Regions from separate parts of the Hermetia illucens genome. Here region 2 is linked to region 1. The links are chromatin contacts, called in public Hi-C maps. All regions are on one chromosome and are shown on one strand. Each heading gives the region's core, a stretch centred on a gene start, on an enhancer-like site or on the middle of the called end of the contact. The rest is flanking DNA. Distances are from core to core; before and after follow the strand shown. Region 1 holds the start of LOC119651493 (carbohydrate sulfotransferase 1-like). Region 2 holds the start of LOC119652876 (lethal(2) giant larvae protein).

What was found. Hi-C and Micro-C count contacts between places; a contact is called where the count stands out from the background.
Region 2: a contact with region 1 is called in a Hi-C map of whole body, with 2.7 times the contacts expected there. The contact joins the promoter of LOC119652876 here to the promoter of LOC119651493 in region 1. A contact is called at or near these places in 2 of 2 Hi-C or Micro-C datasets (an unstated tissue and whole body).

What each region holds. Positions count from the first base shown.
Region 1 is chr3:109,542,627-109,545,704 of iHerIll2.2.curated.20191125, forward strand. It overlaps LOC119651493 (carbohydrate sulfotransferase 1-like), which reads right to left and starts at 1,366. Exons shown (of 5, transcript XM_038055107.1): 1 at 440-1,366; 2 at 38-438. The coding sequence starts at 703.
Region 2 is chr3:110,102,510-110,105,363 of iHerIll2.2.curated.20191125, forward strand. It overlaps LOC119652876 (lethal(2) giant larvae protein), which reads left to right and starts at 1,406. Exons shown (of 12, transcript XM_038057237.1): 1 at 1,406-1,553.

The sequences.
Region 1 (3,078 bases), core at 116-2,615:
CCAAAAAATATATGCTGCATACGCCATTATTACTTACCTTTCATCTTTAAGTAGGCTTTCAGTAAGCGCTAACCGAATACGTACGACTTTCATACTCTGTAGAGGAAAGAGGCGGCAGAATGGTTCCAGAAATCTTGGTTGCCAACAGTATTGAGGATATGAGCTGCATTGATTCCATAATCGTACATTATGTTGAAATAAATACGGATGATCTTTGCCGTACGCCAGATAATCATGCATATCTGTATAGTTACAGTTCAAAAGATTTTTCAAATTTAATACTGCAACATCTTGCATGGGCGGCCCACGGATTTGCACAATATCGAAATTCAAAAGCGGCTCATAGTGATAGTAATTTCCTGGCATTGCATTCAAAATATCTCCAAGAAATGTGGATCCTGACCGCCAGGTGGTAATGATAACACTTCGAACGGGCTTTGCCACCAGTCTCAGGTGTCATGTCAGACAACTTTTCTGCGTCGACCCCAAAACGGCCACAAGGATAGTCGAAATTCTCCATCTCCCTTGCAATGCGGGCACGTTGCAGGGTCAAAATATCGCCGATTGTAGCTGTTTCATTAACAACCTGTGTTGAATAGCCAGCGGAATCCGGAAGCGGAATCCGGTGCTGACTAGCTATCAACAATAGGGCACAAATACTGCTGACGGCACATATTCCAATCATATTCATACGCCGCGACATTTTTCATAATTTTTTATCACTTGGACACTTTTCTGATATAGTTCCATAACATTTTATGATCATTAACTTTATCAGTTAATTGAAGATTTTCTATTTAAAGTTCATGGTAAAACCACTAGCACTACCAGTCCACTACAAATAAACTAATGTCCATTCTAATTGCTATGAAATACAATGGCTACACCACTTTTCTTTCAGCGATTTAACCCAAGTTATGCACACATTTTCTTTGACAAACGTCAATTTCATCAACAAATTTCTCATCTCATTTTCCAGTCTTTTCCATTCAAACGACCGGTGTTGCCGGAAGCAACAACTTCATGACACCAATAAAATGATAGTAAGGTTTAGTACTTTCTAACACTTTTTAGAGTCATTAAAATCATATTACGTAGGAGTCTATATATTTCTATATAACAGCAAATTGTATTAGATGTTATGTGTCACAAAAATGGATAAATATGTGAAAAAGAAAATGTTAACCATATTCCCTGACTCCGTTTGAAACTACAGCGTGACTATTGCAAAGTTGGGAAATAAACATCAAAAAAGTTTGTATCCAGTCAGTCAGTGCTTGATTGTTGAAGGGACTATTTCTGGCACAGATTATCTAATTGAAGTATCTTATTTTTTTAAACGAAATTACATGTTCTCGAGATATTTTAGAGACAAAAAAAACAAACAAACTCACTATCATTTTACATTTAGAGACAAAAAGCGAACAAACTCACTATCATTTACTCAAAAAACCGAAGAATGTCAAAACATGGCACCCCGTATTAAGGAACTGTCTAAAGAATTCGAAGAATTAACAAGCCGGGAAACCAGAAGTTGGACACTTCAGGTATGAAAGATTTTGTATATTTCTTATATAAAAACATTCGAGTGAACATTTGTCCCATTGGTATCTAGCACGTAATATATAAACCTATATTATGTCAGAATATCCACTTTTACGTGGTATTGATATTCAAAACCTTAGAATTTGCGCTGAAGAGACAACTTTGACCTATTATAACTTGGTTAATAATGGTGCGCTTTCTAGCGAACTTGGTAGGATCATGCTCTATATTACTGCTCTTCTAGAATGAACATAAGGGGGTTTTGCGGTCAACGACTAAAAAATAGACCAATATGCTATTATTAACGATATTGGAACAGACATCATTATAGAAGGTTTTTCGGGGCCTAAGCACCATATAGTGGCTACCTGGTGATTTTTTTTTAAATTTTTCGTTTGGGTAGATTCTGAGAATGGGTCGATGAAAGAAATGACCATTTTTAGCGCCCGCCGTCTTTCCTTGTGTACTAAATGACAAAAGTGAGACCAGCAAATTTCGTTTTTATAAGAAGAACTTGAGGAGGGTCTCCAGCCAATTACCAAAAATTATAGTAATGTACTATTATTAATTTTATTGGGACAGGTATCGGTATGGAAGGTATTTCGGAGCCTAGGCGCCATACAGTCGCAGCTCTTTGATTTTTTCCGATTTTTGGGTTGAATAGTTTCTAAGAATGGGTCCGTGAAAGAAATGAACACTTTCGACCCCTCGCACTCCCCACCTTTTCAAAAAATGTCGGATGTAATCGCGAGGTATTTAAATTCCCATCCAGCGTATCAAGCCACCGTTGTTTCGGCCGGCCTTTTGGTTGCTTACCATTGACTTCGATGTTCAGACCAATATTGGTAAATTAATTCTCGTTAGCGTGAAGTACGTGACCACAACCACAGTAGATATACTATAGGCAGTACCCTTACAAAAATGACCCCACTTGCAAATGTGCTTGCAGAAGCTTATCTGTACACATCAGAGACGCTAAACAAGGAAAAGGCATAATCTTCGTCAAATCGTATTGGTAAGAGAGAGATCGGTGAGCGTTTGCTATTCTCGTACTACGGCGTGCTCACCCATATAGCAAAAAGTTGGTTCACGTATTTACTTATACATAAGCAAAAACTTGCCAATCCCACCAATACATTGGCAAGTCCGGGCGGTATGTCAAACACAGCTGATCGGGTTTTCGGTACATCTCGCTCATGCTCAAGGGCAAAACAATTTGAAATCGTGTGTACTCGCACTGATTTCCCCCCTTGAGGGGCAAGGGGGAGTGAGGTAGCTGTCTAGTATCTAACTGTGACCACAACATCGAAAACGCCGCACTCGCAGTTTTTCCACGATCGGTGCAACCCCATATCGATCGCGGAGTAAATTACAAATTTGAGACTTTCGCAGATACGTCGATCACAAAGGCCACCAGTTGTGGAACGCCGCTTCATCCAGGTTGCGTTAATGCGAGAACCAATTTCATTACGCAGTTCTCCATTGGCTGATAGCATTGACCCGAAATATTTAAATCGCTCATTCTGGGCAGGT
Region 2 (2,854 bases), core at 156-2,655, 560 kb after region 1:
AACTCTGTGAAAAGTGTTGGAAGATCGATTTCAAAACAGGAGTTAGTTAAATTAAAGGCCGTTTCGAGTCAGTACTTACGGCAACAGGGTAATGAAAATGGCAGATCCAAAAGAGTAAAGTTCAGGAAACAAAAAAAGAGGTACAATAAGTTGTATCATCTTTTGTTATTCAATTTGAAGATGAAGTTTAAAAAATATAAAAAAGGTAGACGACATCCAAAATGGAGACATTCGGAAAATGGGAAATTCATATAAAAAAAACAACGAAATGAAGATCAGAAGTAATTTGAGAATGATAGCACCACTGAAAAAAGAAAAATTATTAATTTTATCTGCTCATGTAACGTTTATGTTATTTATTGAATATGAACGTGATTGATTGGTTTTATTATCAATGAACTTTGCTAACTTTCCTTTAAATTTCTAAACGTGAGGTGTTCCATTATTTGAATGCAGCATTCGATTTACTAACAATAAATTTTAGACATGACTTGATTTTTATCGCAGTATTAACACATCTGTGATCATTTCACCTAAATCAAATTTTGAAATCGAATATCTCTGAGGCTTTTCTACCGATTTTCATAGATATTGACTTTATTCATAAATAGAGGTATAAGATGTTTATTAAATTTCACTCCACATTGTATCAGTCCAAGTGACGTCATCGGGAATTTGACGACGTTCATTTTGATATTACCTCATCTAGTCTGTATACAATGATCGCGAGCGTTATGTCAGTTTTTGATCACCTTCGCATTGTGATTTAAAAACATGGCGCCAAAATGTCAAATCAGCTGTGGAACAAACAGAATATTCCATTAAATCACATTGCATACAATACACACACTTCCTCAAAATTCCCTTTTGACAGGTAACGCTTTCAAATCAAAGGGCACGTCCACAGTAGATCTACTATAAGCAGTATCAACACTAAATGACCCGACTTGCGAATGAGCTGCAGAAACTTATCCGTACGCATCAGAGACGCTTAACAAGGAAAAGGCATAATATTCGTTAAATCGCATTGGTAAGAGAGAGATCGGTGAGCTTTTGCTATTCTGGTATTACTGCCGTGCTCATCCATATAGCAAACAGTTGTTTCTCGTATTCACTTTATACATAACGAAAAACTTGCCGATCTCACTAATACATTGGCAAGTCCGGGCGTTATATCAAACACAGCTGATCGGATTTTCGTTACATCTCTCTCATGCTCAAAGGTAAAACAACTTGAAATCAGCGTACTCACGCTGATTTTTTCCGCCCTTGAGGGGCATGGAGGAGTGTGGTAGCTGTCTAGTATCTAACTGTGGGCACGACTTTCAACGCGCTCGTCGCGACCCCTCGAGGCTCGCGAGTGAACGCAGCTCTTGTTTAGACTGTGTATACAAGGTTGACGGTAGACACACCTAATATTGGTGAATTGTAGTTCCTCATGTTTTTGCCTCTACGCTGCTGTCACTCAAAACAAATATTTTGTTTGGGATTTGGTTCGGTAGGATTGTGTCGGCGGCCGTTTTCTTGGAATATTATCAGTTACAGTTTATAGAGTAAGTATGGAGCAAATTTTGATTTCATATGTTTATGTACAATAACAAGATAATAATTATTGAATGTTAAAAATGTGGCCCATCGCGTAAAAGTTGAAAGATTCGACTCTGCACCTGTTGAGTGCGTTAAATTCTTGATGGGAAATACCTGCACAATAGATGATTAAAAAGTGTACATTTATGTGGCCAGAGGAGTATTTCATTTGCTAATTGGCGCTCTCTTGGTACTTCAAGAGTGGACGAAATTACAAAAGGGTGTCTGTTAAAACATTTGCTAATAAAACGCTAGTCAAGTTACTTTAATTCAGTAGCAAGGGTCCGAACTTTTTCCCGTCACATCAAGTAGGGTTAAAGGGGGCAAATACTCCCGAATTCTAAAGATTTGATATCGTCAGAAAACAATGATTCAGTGAACTCACGGCTTGTCATTGCCTGCCCAAGTGTGGGGCGTACTGTGTAAAACGGACACCAGTACGTGACGAAGATAGGTGATAGGGTAGGGAAACATGGTGAATGTAAGCATCTAAGTGCAGATCTACTGAAGTGTGGTGTTGAACGCTTGCATACTTCTGTGGGCAATACGGTCCTTTTGAGCATTTTAGTTCATCTCATCTTATGTACAAAATCGGATGTCTTGTACATGGTGCTTTAGAATCGCACCAAGATCGATACACTATGCCCCTTTAAAAAAAATGGTCACGATTACGGTTTCTGTCGCCCCCCAATTTGATGATGGATTCTGGTACAATGGCCCAAAATAAGACGAAAGTAAAAAGGAAACAATTTCGAAATCCCTTTTCGTTTTCGGAATATCAAAGGTTGAAACTCTCGAATTGACCCATATTCGAAACTTGTAATTCGTTACGCTTTTGATGTGCCCGCGATTTGATGACGAATTCGGGCAAAATGGAATATTGAAAACTTTGAAATATATTAGTTTCTCGTCATATTGAATGTCAGTTCGTTCACTGCCATTGTATGTAACAACTTAATAAATTCTTTTGTTAAAAATATAGCCTAAAAGACTGGAAGGTAGCTATGATTTTGTTGAAAATCCAACTCATTCCTATTTATTTTCATGGAAATTTACTGTACTCTCACGACATCATGCTATGTAAGTATCACTTTGTAATAACTAGCTTCACAACACAAGAAAATCACAAAACTTTTTATACCGCTAGCACCCAGCTTCTGGATTCCTCATAAATTTTAGACAAATTTGGCTATAAAAGAACATTTATACTCGAAATGCACCAGGGGAAGGTATTTTCTAACGCATTTCATCCCCACCGTAGGGGGGA